Regions from separate parts of the Anser cygnoides genome. Here region 2 is linked to region 1. The links are chromatin contacts, called in public Hi-C maps. All regions are on one chromosome and are shown on one strand. Each heading gives the region's core, a stretch centred on a gene start, on an enhancer-like site or on the middle of the called end of the contact. The rest is flanking DNA. Distances are from core to core; before and after follow the strand shown. Region 1 holds the start of MERTK (MER proto-oncogene, tyrosine kinase). Region 2 holds the start of FOXA2 (forkhead box A2).

Region 1 (6,925 bases), core at 1,311-3,810:
AAATAGTACTTCTAGCTAGAAACTTGAGAAGAGTTTTAAAGTTTGCCTGGTTGTAAAGGGAAAGAGAAAGCCTCTCCCTGGTTAACACACAAAACAATGGGTTTCCCTTTCAGGAAAAAAAAAAAAAAAAGACCCTAAGCTTTCCAAACTTGCTTCCTAATCTCCACCATCGCAACACAAACAAAGTCCATGTGACTGCAGCTAAACGCAGCCTACCGCGATTTACTCACAGCATCCAGGTGACTGGCTTTGCGAGGGCCAGATAGCCCCGCAAACATTTTCCAAGAGCAAACAAACAAGCAAGCGACCCACAAAACCCTCCCTGTCTCCTGGCAGAGGTTAGCCAGGCCAGAGGCATTTGCTTCCTGACATGATCCAAGCGAGCAGAATTTCAGATTGCTGAATGAAGGGAAAGCAGGCGCCGAATTGAACTGGCAGCATTCGCGCTGCGTCTCAGGGCTTTTCTGTGCTCCCTGGGGCCAGTTTCTGGCCAGCTCTCCCCACACAGCTCACCAGCTCCCTTCACCAGCTCTCCCCACACAGCTTCACGTTAAGGACAAACTTCAAAAAGCAGAGGGGATCTTAGCCTCAATTTCGGTACTGATTAAGTGGAAAGAGGTATTTGCTGGCCCACGAATTAAATACTTTCCACTTTGACTCATGCTGGCAACAGGAATTCATCAAACCAAGGGCTCCCTTTTGAGCACCCCCCCATCCCCAGCTGTTTGGGGTGTGGATATCTTTGCAGTGTCCTCCAAGGGATTTGCCCTGCCTGACAGGGCACTTCTCACCCGTGTCCAGAGCGATTTGCTCAGGCTGGCCCTAAAAGCCAGAGTCCAGGAGCTGGAGGCGGGCATGCGTGGGTGCCCACCATGCTGGAGCAACTCCATCACTTACCACAGCATGGCCCGAGGGAAAAGCTGGCATGGAAAAAAATCCACTTGCAAGCACAATGCTGCTCGCTTGACATACCTGGATTGGAAGCAAAACTAAGTGCCAGCAACACCACAGTACACTGCGCAGCCCAAACCCTAGCACCAGAATAACCAAGCCTGATGACCAAGCCTGATGACCAAGCAGGTGTCAGGGGAATAATGATGTTCAGCATCCAGCCAGCAGGTCCCACGTGCCTTCTCTGTTACTAGCCAGGAGAAGGGCGTTTTAACAAGAAAGTCTGTCTGTTATTAGATGCAAGATACTTTATTACAGAAGAAAACAATAAACAGGGAGTCTCACACCCCACGAGTGAATCAATAAGTTGCCCTTCTGTGGTCCCAGTACGGAACGTATTAGAAAACCCACAGGTCTGCCAAAAAACATTGTACATCTGTAGCCCTGGATTTCCCATTACTGGAAATAGTTCACCTGATGACAACAGCTTTCTGCTCAGGCACTTGTTGAAGTGAATTGTCACATTCAGACAGTGTGGGAGCCTGACCCGAGGAGGGGTGAAGAGTGTCTGCCCGCAGGGTCTCCTACCTCCAACCCACCCATTGAGGCTGTCAGGAGTGAATTTCCCCTGGGGACACACCTGACTGCCAAAGAGATTCTGGGGCTCACACACCTTCTGTATTCATTCATACAGCCCAGGATTTCTGCTTAAATCCAAAACCAGCAGTGAGTTCACTGCACTGCAGACGCTTGCAGCTCCAGCCAAGACTGTTAACTCTCCCCTGCCCAAAGCACACTCTGGCATTACTGCTGCTCCTGCCAGGAACCACATCTTCACATCGATCCACGACCATCCAGCAACCCTCAGGGTGGGCTACAGACCCCCAACAGCTCCAGCTGCAGCAAAGTGTGGGGCAGCCCTGCTGACGGCTGCTTTGCTTTTAAGCCCCCAGATTACCTCTGGTTGTTTGCCCTGCTTTTTCCAAGTAACCAAGCACGAGCAGCAGCAAAGCACTGCAAAGACCGTGCAGGTGCCACGAACCACGATGCTTCAGAGTGATTTTTGGCAGCATCACCCCGCAACCAGCCCACAGCCACCGGGACAGACCCCAGCCCCACCGAGGTACCGCAGCACCCACTGCTAGCCAGGGCCCAGCACACCGGGGGGCAAACCCGGTTCTCTCTCCACATGCATCCCCCAGAAAGAGCCAGGTGCTCGCTGCACCCCCGCAGAGGGTCTGACAGTGCTGTGCTCGCAGCGACACCCCCACCGGGCCGCCCGAAGCCCCCCGTCCCCATCCCCAGCGCCGGGGGGGTGCAGCCGCTGCCCCGCAGCCCCTCCACCGCGCACGGTCCCCCCTGCCCTCGGCACCCCGGACTCACCGGCCCCGCAGCGCAGCGCCCAGAGCAGCGCCCAGAGCAGCGCCCGGCGCCCGCCACCCATCCCGGCACGTCCACCCGCACCGTGCTGCGCCCGGCCCGGCACGGCACGGCTCGGCACGGCTCGGCACGGCTCCGCTCGGCACGGCTCGGCACGGCACAGCACGGCACGGCTCGGCTCCGCTCGGCACGGCTCCGCTCGGCACGGCTCGGCACGGCTCGGCTCGGCTCCGCTCGGCACGGCTCGGCTCGGCACGGCACGGCACGGCACGCCTCCCGCGTCGGCACGGGGCGGGGAGAGCATCGGGACGGCGCGTCCCGCAGTGGGACGCGGGCCTCGGCTTTCAGACGTAGGGGTTGGTTTTGGGGTGGCCCTGCGTGGAGCCAGGAGTGGGACTCGATGATCCCTGTGGGTCTAAGATGCTGAGCGCAACCATTGCTGCTCACGACATGATTTTGCCCTCCCGTTGTCCATGGAGGGACAACTCCTTTATGCTTGGGGACTGGTTGTGTCTGCAGGAAGGTATTAGGGCTGCGCAGGCATGTTCTGAGGAGCAGCTCTTTTCTTCCCATGCTCCTCGTCCCGCAGAGCCCCACACCAGCAGGCCGGGACATCGCTACGGGGGGAAAAGGCACGGACCTGGGCTGCAGCGAGGGAAGAGCACAGGGTGGTGAGCGCAGTGCAGTGGCTGCCATCCGTTCTTTATTTTCTTGAACCAGAACAGCAGGGCAAGAGGGGACAGAGAATGAAAGGGAAAAAAAAAAAAAAAAAAGGAAGAAAAAAAAAGAGAAAACGGGAAAAAAAAAAAAAAAAATGAAACCAATGTGTGACACAAACCATTTAGTGATGTAGTATAAGGAGCAAAGCAGAACATGACTCCTGATAGCACTGGAAGGAAATGAGGAGTTTCTTTCTGTGTATTCAGAAGAGCCTCCTGTTCCTTTGGGGGTTGTGATGGGTCAGGTGCAGAGGGTGACAAGAAGACACACAGGTAGTCTAACATGAAATTCATCTCTCATCTGGCCTGTGTAATTTCCTCATGTGGCCATCCTGACCTGCACACTGGCCATGCTTGAGGGGGTTGAGACCAAGCTACACTGAGGCCATCAGTATTTCATCCACCACAAACCCGAAGGGGCTGGGACCTGGGGAAGGGGCAACCAGCCTGACTTCGGTATATTTCACTGCTGAAACCCTTCTGCTCTCTGCCCATAAAATTTGTTGAAACTACAGCACAAGTGTAACTTTTCTTTCTGGCAACCTACTGTAGTCTTCTCAAAGCCTTGCAGGAGAATAAAGTTCCAAAAAGAGATGTGATTTTTTTTCAGTTACCACTAGGTAAGCATCAGTGCACCATGGAAACAGACGCGTGGCAAGAAGACAGCTCTGTGGTGAAGATGCTCGTTTCTCTTAGTGAGTAACTCATAATGAGAGCTGGGGAGGGCAGTGCTTTTCTCAGGCTGTTAGAGAAAAAAAGAAACACATGGAATCCAGTCTGAAATCTTTTCCAATTGGGAAGAAAATATGTCTCAAATTCAGTGAAAAAAAAATCACTTCCAGACTCCTTTGACTTGCAAAGCTACGTATTCACTGCACATTCCCAGGCCCTAGTGACAAAGACTGAGTTTCCCCCTCACTGCCTCTTTCACTCCAGACCAGCTTCTGACATCTTGAAGTGATCAGCAGCTACAGAAGGGCACGTGTCGCTGGAGGCCCAGATTAAAGGGGAGAAGAAAAACATACTAAAGCTGCTGCAAGAAGGCTCAGCATCTTCAGCAGTGCCTTCTGTGCAGCTCCAGCAGTGCTGCTTTTCCCCAGATTTTGAGTGCGTTTACCAGGCACCCAGCATTGCTCAAGGACTTAGAGGAGACGAGGGAGCGTGGAGGCACAGTTCGAGCCTGTCATTTGGGTCAGCCTTTGCCGCACGTGTGCACTTTCCTCTGACTCCGTTCCCCATTGCTGCTGGCTCTGCGATTTTTGGAAACAAAGCCCTGGAAGGGCCTCCGGCCTTTGTGGGCTGCAGAGTGAAAAGGACCCCTTGCACTGAGATGGCAGTATATAATACTAACCAGGGGGAGGAAGTAGGAACGATTTCTACAAAAGAGAAGAGAAAAAAAAAACAAAAACACAGACACATAAAGAGGATTTGATCAGCTCTTTAAAATCCCCTAATTTGGGTCATTTCATTACAGTAGCTTGGTTTCTGCTCAGTGCTGGTGTAAATTAGTCTCCAGCTCAGTAGGGTTTGTTACAGTTCATTCGGGAACAGCATGACATGAAGAAGAGGCTGGTGTGTGGAGAGGCAGGAAAAATCAGGGAGAGGAGAAGCCAGAGGAGGAACTTTCACACCCTGGTCATGATAGAAAAGGTCTGTAAGCAGCTAGCATGAGCAGTGCTTCTCAGGAGAAGCAGTCTGGCCTCTTTGGCTACTCTCAAGTCAGTGACACGAAGCTTCTACCTTGCCCAATGTATTGCCATGCTCAGTCTCTTCCACAGTACTAGTCTTCAGCCTCTGCCACAGGAAACGTGGCAAGATAACTTCTTCCCAAGAGGAGCTTGGCTTTCAGGTCCTGATATCCCCATCTAGCTCTACATGCAAATAAATTTGTGCATTTACTCACTGAGTGCTAGGTGTCAGCAAGGTTTTCATTTCCTTGGCTGTATTTCAATGGCAAATTCATCTTTTTTCAGGGGTCTGCATGCAAACAGGCTGTGTTTTCAGTCCCAAAGAACACGTTTGGCCAGACTCACAAGCTCTCCCCAAACAGCATCTCCTGCTGCCTGGGCATCAACCAGGATTTGACCCTGAATACCTCCCAAAAATCAACTGCAATCAAGAGGACTGAAATGATGGAAGAATCTTTAATTGATGAAAGACAGATCTTAGGAGAGGGAAACAAAGGCTGCCTGTCTTGTCTGCCTGAGTGCCAGGATCCTGAACCAGCCAAACCTGTTGTGCTTGCAGCTCTGTAGCTCAACACAGGCCACGCTGGAGGGAGCACCCAGCTCTCCCCAGCCTGAAGGAGGAGGGCAGAGTGCCTGGAGCACCACACAGGTATCAGCAGCTCCTGAGTCATGCTTTCAGCCATGGGCTTCCAACACAAAGGTAGTCCAGTCCTACCTACCCATCATTCAGGCCCTGCCACTGAGCAGGGGCCAGGGCACTCTGAGCCCACATTTTCCTGTGTATGCACACACGTGCATGCAGAGTACTGTTGGTGAGCACAGAGATACCTATATTTATCGTCACAGGCTTCTCCCACCTTTACAAGAAGTTATAATCCCCTTCTGATAGCATCAGCAGCTCTGCAGGTATTCTCAGCTTTCTCTTCACAGCATCTCAGAGAGCACTTTCAGTACCCTCAGAAAGTTGTAGAAAGTTGTGTTACCACACTAGAGCCTGAACTTGATCCTTCAGCTTCTTTTTTTTTTTTCCAGAGCAGTGACATTGTTTCTTTGCAAGACTATTTGAAGACTTGGGAGTCAATGTAATATATAGGAAATTAGCTTGTTTAGCAGAAATGACACTCAGGAATTGGGCTGCAGAATGTTATCTGCTGAGATTTCCCCCCCCCCCATTGCTATTTCTGTACAATCTTGTTTCCTATATTTTTGCTTTCTCTTCATGCACATTTTTCTTCTTATTTGCAAGCTCTCCTGATTTTTTAAATATCAAACTCTGTTTTCAGATCAAGGCAGATGTCCCGTTTGAGTTAAATGTTACATCCCAGCCATCGGATACAGCCCTCAAACAATTTGTAGAGAAAAGTGAGCCTTTTGTGGTGCTACTAAAATACCTTTTTTCTTGTGAGGTTTTCTTTGGGCACACTGTACACTTTGTCTTTCACTTGGCACATTCTGTCCCTTGGCTCAGCTGTTTCTTCCTAGGACAATTCTCATGGTCTGTAGATTATTTTGCAAAAGCAGAAAGCTGTCTCCCAAGGCTGGACAGTAGCTAGAACTTCCTTACTCTTGAGCCCTGGACACTTTTTCTTGCCCACAAAATTGTTGTTTGCATTTCACCATCTTATTTGTGTAAATACTTCCATTTGTCTTCATATGGAAATTTGGTCCCTGGCTCTGAAGATCCAGGCTACTATTTCTTTCAGTTGTCTTCCTGACAGAAACTGCAATAAGTACTCTATACCTCAGTGAGTTCTTACTTCTCCAAAGTCCAGCTTTCCCCAGCCATTTGCTTCCCATTTCTTAGAAAATGATAATGCTTATTGTCATGACTTGAACCAAGGATTCCCCCAAACCACATGTTGAACCATGATTTCAAACACATTTTTGATGCTTCTATTGTTTCTCCCTCTTTCGATTTCCCATATGAAGCTGGTATCTTCAAAATAAATCATCCTTTTCAGAATGCACTAGCTTTCCAGTTCCCACCAGGATGCTTCGTACATCTCTTGTTCTTTGATGATTGTCTGTCAAACAAATACAACACCTATGAGCACACCTACGAAAAAGTTACTGTACCCCTATCAATCTTCCTCCCACTTCCTTTTGTGTTTCCACAGGTTCTGAGAAAAAAAAAAAATCCAGTATGCTACTTATATGTGAACAGAGAAAGTATGCCACTGCAGCAGTGGTGATATGCTGAAAGCTAGTAATTGACTGTGATCTGTAGCTAGCAACACCCTCTTGTTT
Region 2 (6,925 bases), core at 1,169-3,668, 220 kb before region 1:
GGAGAGTGAGTGGCGGATACTGTTCTGCCAGCGCTGCTGGTTCTGGCGGTAGAAGGGGAAGAGGTCCATGATCCACTGGTAGATCTCGCTCAGCGTCAGCATCTTGTTGGGTGATTGCTGGATGGCCATGGTGATGAGGGAGATGTAGGAGTAGGGCGGTTTGGCGTGTGTGTAGCTCCGCCGGTAGGTCTTGGGGTCCCGCGAGCGGTTGAGATTGGACTGCCCGTAGATGGGGCTCATGGAGTTCATGTTGGTGTAGGGGGCCAGGGCGTTCATGGAGCCTGCTTGGCCCCCCATTGGACTCATGCTGGGGCTCAGGTGGGCGCCCATCCCTGCCACGCCAGCCGAGCCCATGCCGGGCATGGTCCCCGTGCCCGGGGACATGCCGGTGAGCGAGGGGCTCATGCCTGTGTTGGCATAGGACATGTTCATGGAGGTGGCAGCCGTCATGTTGGCTGTGGTGCTCATGGCCGACATGGTCATGTACGTGTTCATGCTGTTCATGCCCAGCCCCGCGTTCATGTTGCTCACCGAGGAGTAGCTCTGTGGGGGCAAGCGAGAGAGAGGAGGGAGGTTTGGGGGGGGACGGGAGGGGGCGGGTGCACAGCCCCACCAGGGACAAGGGCAGCCCCCCAAATGGGGAGCAGTGCGGGGGCACCCCCACCCCAGCCCGAGTCGCCGCCTGCCAGGGAGCCTCTGCAGCCCTGGAGCAGGCTGGAAAGGGTTAAATCTTGGGAGGGTGGGCGTGAGAGGGGGCTGTTGAAATGAAAATCAAAAATACAGATACTAAAAAAGACGGGGCCACAGCGAGCCCACCGGGTCCATGCTGGGGAGCTGGAGGGAGGGGAAAGGACATCCTTGCACAAAGTGAGAAAAATACCTGGGGGGGTAGAGGGGGGGAGGAGGAAAAATCGCAAAATGCCACCCGGGCAGCCTCGCGCCCCGCTTGGCCCCGGGGGGGGGGCCGGCCCCGCTGCCCCCCCCCCCCCCCCCCCCCCCGCTCGACATTTAGTGACAAAATTGGGGTGCTCCCGGTGGCGGGGGGCGGCCGGGCCGGGCCGGGGGGTGGCGGAGCCCTGGCTCCCTCCTTACCTCGGGCTCCCCGTAGTAGTTGCTCCAGTCCGTGTGCTCATGGCCTTCCATTTTCACCGCTCCCAGCATACTGGAAGTGGAGTGCATGGCAGTTTAAAATTTAACAGCCACAACAAACGACGACAGAGAGCAACCCAAAAAAAAAAAAAAAAAAAAAGTCGCCAGCCCTCCCTCCCCTCTGCCGCGCTCCCTCCGTCGGAGCCTCCGGAGGAGGAGGAAGAGAAGGGAGGGAGGAAGGGAGGGGGCACGGAGTGGCGCTGGGGCCGGGGGTATTTTCGCGGCTGCTCCTCGGGTGGGTTTTCGCAGCGCTTCGTGGCGAAGAGTCGCCCGGAGGCGACGGAGGAGCCGGAGGAGGAGGAGGAGGGAGGAGGGAGGAAGAAGAGGAGGAGGAGGAAGAGGAGGACAAGTGCTGCAGTGACGTGGGTGCTCGAGTGATATAGCACGGAGCGGCCGGGCGAGCCTCCAATCCCCAGGTCCTCGGCTGCCCATTTGAATAATCAGCTCACACCTAGGCGGGAGCGGCTCCTCCGCGGCCCCCCGCGCACCTTCCGCACCCCGGCGGCACCCCGGCACCGCTCCCAGCGCCCCCCGCCTCCCTTTCCCGGGGGGGGCCCTGCGGGAGCCGTCCCCCCCCTTTCCCAGGGGACCCGACGCCCCCCGCCCCGCGCCCCCGACGGGCGCCGCTCCACCCACGCCCCGCACCCCCGACGGGCGCGGATTCCCCGGCCCCCCGGTGGGGGCAGCCGCCACCCGGACGCACGCACCTTCTCTCCCCGCGGCTGCTCGGCGGAGCCCGGGCTCAGGCCGCCGCCCGCCCGGCCGCACCCCGGCGCTGCCCCATCGGTCCGGGCTCCGGGAGCCGCCGCTCGGCTCCGGCTCCGGCTCCGGCTCGGCCGCGCGGCCCCTCCCGCGGCTCTGCCCGAGTTCCTGCAGCTATTTCGTAACTAAAACAAACAGCGAGGGCAGCCGAGGGGGCGCGGCGGGCGGCGGAGCGGGATCGGAGCCGTCGGGGGGCCCGGGGACCTCGCTGCCCTCCCCGCGGCGCCGGTTGCGGGGTCCCGGTGGGCGCCGTCGGGGCGGCGCCGAAGCGCCTCGCTGCCCGGACGGACGGACGGACCCCCGGACGCACGGGCGGAATCAGGCCCCTCGGAAGCCCCTCGGCCCCGCCATCGCCGCGCTGCGGGGAGCGCTCGCTCCCGCCGGCGGAGGCTGCCTGAATGCGGCCGTCGGGGAGCGGCGGAGCGGCTCCCTCCCTCCGTCCTGCCCTCCCTCCCTCCTTCTCTCCTGCCCTCCCTCCCAGCCAGAGGAAGCGGAGCGCTCCCCTCCACCGTCTGCTGGCCAAACGCCTCCCATCCGTGGGGCGCTGCCTCCCCCGGCAGCATCCTGCGGCTGCCCCGCCGAGCGCGGCTCTGCCCGCCCCGAGGGCAGGGGGCTGCCGCCGCCTCCTTCCTGCCCCCGGGGATGTGGGCCCGCAGTGGGCTCGCTCTCACGTCCCCCAGCCGTACCTACCTGCCTGCAAAGCAAAGCGGGCAGCGCCGACCTTTCGCTTTATTTATTTGTTTAGTTTTGCTCCCTGGATTAAAACCAAGCATCGACCGGCGGAAGCCGGCGCTAGTTTTTAAACATTAACACAGACCCAACAGGCACCGGGGGAGCCTAAAGAGGGGCCCGGGGAACTTTTCCCTGTGCCCCGGCACCCTCCGGAGCCAGCTCCAAACGAAAACGGCCCCGGGAGGGCACCTTCCTACCGCGATAGCCGCGGCGATAGGGGCAGCCCGCCTCCTCCCGCCGCCTGCCCGTGGTCGGGGATCTGGGGGGCGGCTGAAAACGAAGGGTGCGACCCGATGGGGCTGCCCCCAGGGCGGGCACATGCGGGGACGCGCCAGGAAAAGGGGGCTTTGCCCCCAAAAGGGGGGCGAGCGGCTGGCCCCCCCCCGCCGGGAAGGGCCCGTTCCGCTGTCCCGCGGGCTAAAAGCGGTGGCGGGGCGCCCCCTGTCGCCTGCTGTCCCCGATTCCGGAGGGCCGGGGGTGGGGGGACACCCCGCCCGCCCCCGGGGGTCCCCCCGACGGCAGCGGCTGCGAGGGGCCTGGGGTCCCGGCGCGACCTCGGGGTGGCATCTTCCTGCCTGCAGCCTGCGGGCCGGCTCCGTGCTGTGCCCCAGCCCCCTCGACATGGGGCCAGCGGGGCCCAAAAGCAGCTGTGTATCTCCTGGGTCTTGTTTGAAACGCCCAGATGATGCCACAGAGCTTTTTGTTCCTCTGGGGTCACAGGAGAAATCAGGAAATTTGGCCAAGTGGGTACTGGCCACGGCCGACTGCATTGCTCCTGAGACCCTGTGTGCTGAGCTCTTCCCTCGCCGCTAACTTGGGGTGGTAGGGGCATTCTGTGCTCAACCTTGGCACCACTTTTTCCTCCTGGCCACCAAGCACAGGACGCATGGATGTGTTTTCCGCAGTGAACGCCATGGGAGGAGGAGCGCGGCTGTAAGGAGGGTGTCCCCGTGCCAACAAATGCAGCCCCCACTGGGCCTCAACCCCACACAGCAGCACAGATGTTAGCACTCTGCGAGCGAGTCTGGCACCTCGGCACCGAGGGTGGCAGGATGCACAGCCAGGGCTCTCGCTGCTGCTCGTTACAAGGGGCAGCTTCCCCTTCTGGTCGGCAGGACTTGGAATGCTGCTGCCACGGAGGAGGAGGGTTTCTACCTCTGGTCACCCGCGAGATGGACCTTCCACGGCCATCGGGGCCGTGTGGGACAGCCCCAAGGCAGCAGGGGGAGGCTGACACCAGCAGTGGCCCTGCGGGGCCCTGCAGCCTCCGTCTCCCTTTCCCTCCTTTCACAAGGGCAGCCTCCCATGCCACTGCCCTGGGGCTGCCCATTAAAATTAATCTCTCTTAACAGAGTAGGAAAAGAGGCAGTAAGGTATATATTATTCCCTTATAAGAGACATTTTTAAAAATACCTAAGATGATAAAAATTGAAAAAATTCAGCAGTGTCTTATTTAAACATGTCTGCTTGGGTTCCCGAGAAACATATCGACCATTTAAAAAATGACTTCTTCTCTTTAATATTTGAGTAATATTTATTTTAAATTTAATTTTTAAATTACATTTTTATTTGCATTAGAAGCCATGGCTGGAGGAGCCATTGCTCCCTTTCTGGAGGCAGGAGGCCAGCGGCCAGAGCCAAGCCTGGCCAGCAGCTGCCGCAGTCTCAGCCACCTCCATCACGCGCTGGTCGCGGCGAGGCCAGTGGCGCTGAGCACGTCCCCGCTTCTTCTCCTGGCACAGCCACACAGGCGCTGGGTGAAGGCATTTTGCCGGCAGCACCGCATTGCCAGTCTGATCTGTGTGACGGAAAATAATAAAAATAAAAAATAAAAAAAATAAACCCCCTTACCTTATTCTTGACAACAAACAGGGTAATTATCTCCCTTCTACTGATAATTATCATAATTAATCCAATATAATGAACTCTCCCAATTGCACCGCTGTTTCACAATAAATGCGGTGGCTTTTTTTCTCGTTAATTGAGGAACTGGCTCTCCTGCGAGACAGAAACTGTCGCTGCCCTACAGAAGAGAGGCATTTTAATAACAAGAAGAAGAAGAAGAGCATTCGGCAGATCACGGCGGAGACAAAAGCTGAGCAGGCGGCCACAATTATCACCAGGATTTAACGAGGCCTTCCCGTGACGAGGCGGGTGGATGCGCTGAGGTGCGCAAGGGAGCTGCGGGAGGCAGTGGGTCGGAGGGAAGGGGACAGGAGAGCTGCGGCCGAGGAGTGGGGTCTGTAGCTCCCACCCTCGCTGGTTTATTCCCAATTTTTCCCAATGGGATCCCTGGGAGTTGCCCTTTTTAAGGCCAAGGGGGCTCTGCTGGGCTGGGAGCACCCCGGGCAGCTCTTACCCCACCAGGCAGACCAGACAACTTCTCCTTGTTGTCATCCACGTTTCCGCAGGGGGGAAACACGTTAGGGAGAGGCTGAGCCCCCTTGCCAAAGCCCTCTGGGCACTGCTGCGGCAAGGCTGGAAAGCAGGCAGAGCGCAGGCAGCCCACTCACAAGGTCAGCATTGTTTCAGTGCCGCGTGTCGGGATGCCGCTGCTGGGGATGCTTGCAGGGTCCCTGGGATGCGATGTAATTTCTGCTGGGCCTGCCAGGAACCAATATTCTTTGATCACTCAAGGACTCAGATGGGAACCATTTAAATAAGTGACATTCTGCGGTGGGGGAGATTTTCCCCTCTCCGCGGAGTTACCTACACAATAACACAGGCCGTCAGCTGCAGCACCGCCGGGGAATTACTACAATTACACTGTGCAATATTGACTTAACTATTTGAAGAACTCCACCGCCAAGTCTCTCCTAATTAGATTCAAGATTTAATGGGGCTTCTTAATTCATGAAAATATTTTCCAAGGCTTTAACAAGTCCAACAAAGGACGAGTCAGGAGTATGCAAAAATTTAGTGATTGTAATACCTTATCAAGAGCCCAAGGATAGACACCCAAAGTCTGTGATCCTGGAAAGACATCCCCTGACGCCAGGCTGTACAGGCACCACAGAGTGCTGGCCATGTGCCTTCTCCCAAATTCCCCATGGTCCTGACACGGCCCTGAAAGCAGAGGGAAAAAACTTCGGGAAGAGCTTTTCCATGCAGCTCCTGTGGGAGGGTCTCTGTGCTCCCAGCAGGGCACCATCAGAATTAAAATCAGCCAAGCCAAGCCCACCTGCTCCCCACATGAAGCCTTTGAGGGGTGCTTCACATGCACAGACTCCTGCACTCTTTTTCCCTGGGATCCAAACAAAAAGCCATTTACAGGAAGCCTCCCCTTTTAGTGCAGTTGTGCCGTGCCTCATCTGCACACGTACCTGCAGCGGCCACTCTGCACATGGCTGGCGTGGCTATTTTTGCCGTGCTTAGTAGCCCAGGTGCTATTTCAATGTTTCTCCCCACTCCGTAATTATTCAACGTGTCATGGAAGGTACTGAGTTGCTACAATCAGCAGCCAGCACCGCAAGGTAAAATAAAACACTGGAAATGCCCAAAGAGTGCACCTGAAGGAAACAAAGCCACCTGGGTCCCTGGGGGACGGGGCGCAGGAGGGCAGGATGGTTCGCTGGCATCACTGGGGTGCTCGGTGCCGAATGGCACCCAAGGATGCTGCTTGGGCAGGACTGGCAGGGGGATGTGGTGCCCACGCGCAGCCCATCAGCAGGATGGTGCCTTCTGGAAGGGCTCCGGAACAAAATCAACATAATGCATCTGCTGGCTGTTTACCATGGCCCACGTGACAGTGCCCCCGTTGATTTTCTCCACCGGCACATTTTGCTGGGTAAACAAGATGCGCAGGCATCTGGAGTGATGGCGGGGGGAAAGGGGTGGTGGTAAAAAGCCAAAGTTAACACATTCAGCCCAGTGCCTGGGGCCTCCCAGGGACAGCCAGGGTGCCAGCAGCCCTCGTTTCAGAGAGCAGAGGAAGAAGAGGGTGCTGGGGAGGAAGCCCGATGATGCCGATCTTCACGCTCTGCGGACCTGGGCAGAAATGAAGAGAAAAAGGGTGTCCTTACCCATGGGAAAACCCCGCCAGGGCTGGTTTCATGAGGTCAGCCCCAGCCAGCACAGGCAGCCCAGGCGAGGTTTTACCTGGCTGACCAAAGCGTTCAAGCCGTGGCTTCTGGTAAGGGAAATATTTTTTTATGTTTAATTATCAGTTTCTGAAAACTGAAATGTCTTTGGTTTTACAATAAGAAAACAAACAGACAAATTGCATGTGGATACTCCTCCCAAAAGCCCCTGCTTCAAAACCTCCCTGTTATTTTCCAACAAA

Evidence for each region. A called contact is a pair of places that touch in the nucleus more often than the background predicts.
Region 2: a contact with region 1 is called in a Hi-C map of liver, with 3 times the contacts expected there. The contact joins the promoter of FOXA2 here to the promoter of MERTK in region 1. A contact is called at or near these places in 2 of 7 Hi-C or Micro-C datasets (both in liver).

Annotation. Positions count from the first base shown.
Region 1 is chr3:10,182,362-10,189,286 of Taihu_goose_T2T_genome, reverse strand. MERTK (MER proto-oncogene, tyrosine kinase) reads right to left here and starts at 2,560. Exons shown (of 19, transcript XM_048078995.2): 1 at 2,275-2,560. The coding sequence starts at 2,335. LOC125184668 (a long non-coding RNA gene) reads right to left here. Exons shown (of 2, transcript XR_007169012.2): 2 at 4,413-6,702.
Region 2 is chr3:10,397,375-10,404,299 of Taihu_goose_T2T_genome, reverse strand. It overlaps FOXA2 (forkhead box A2), which reads right to left and starts at 2,418. Exons shown (of 3, transcript XM_066993446.1): 1 at 1,857-2,418; 2 at 1,093-1,162; 3 at 1-543. The coding sequence starts at 1,161.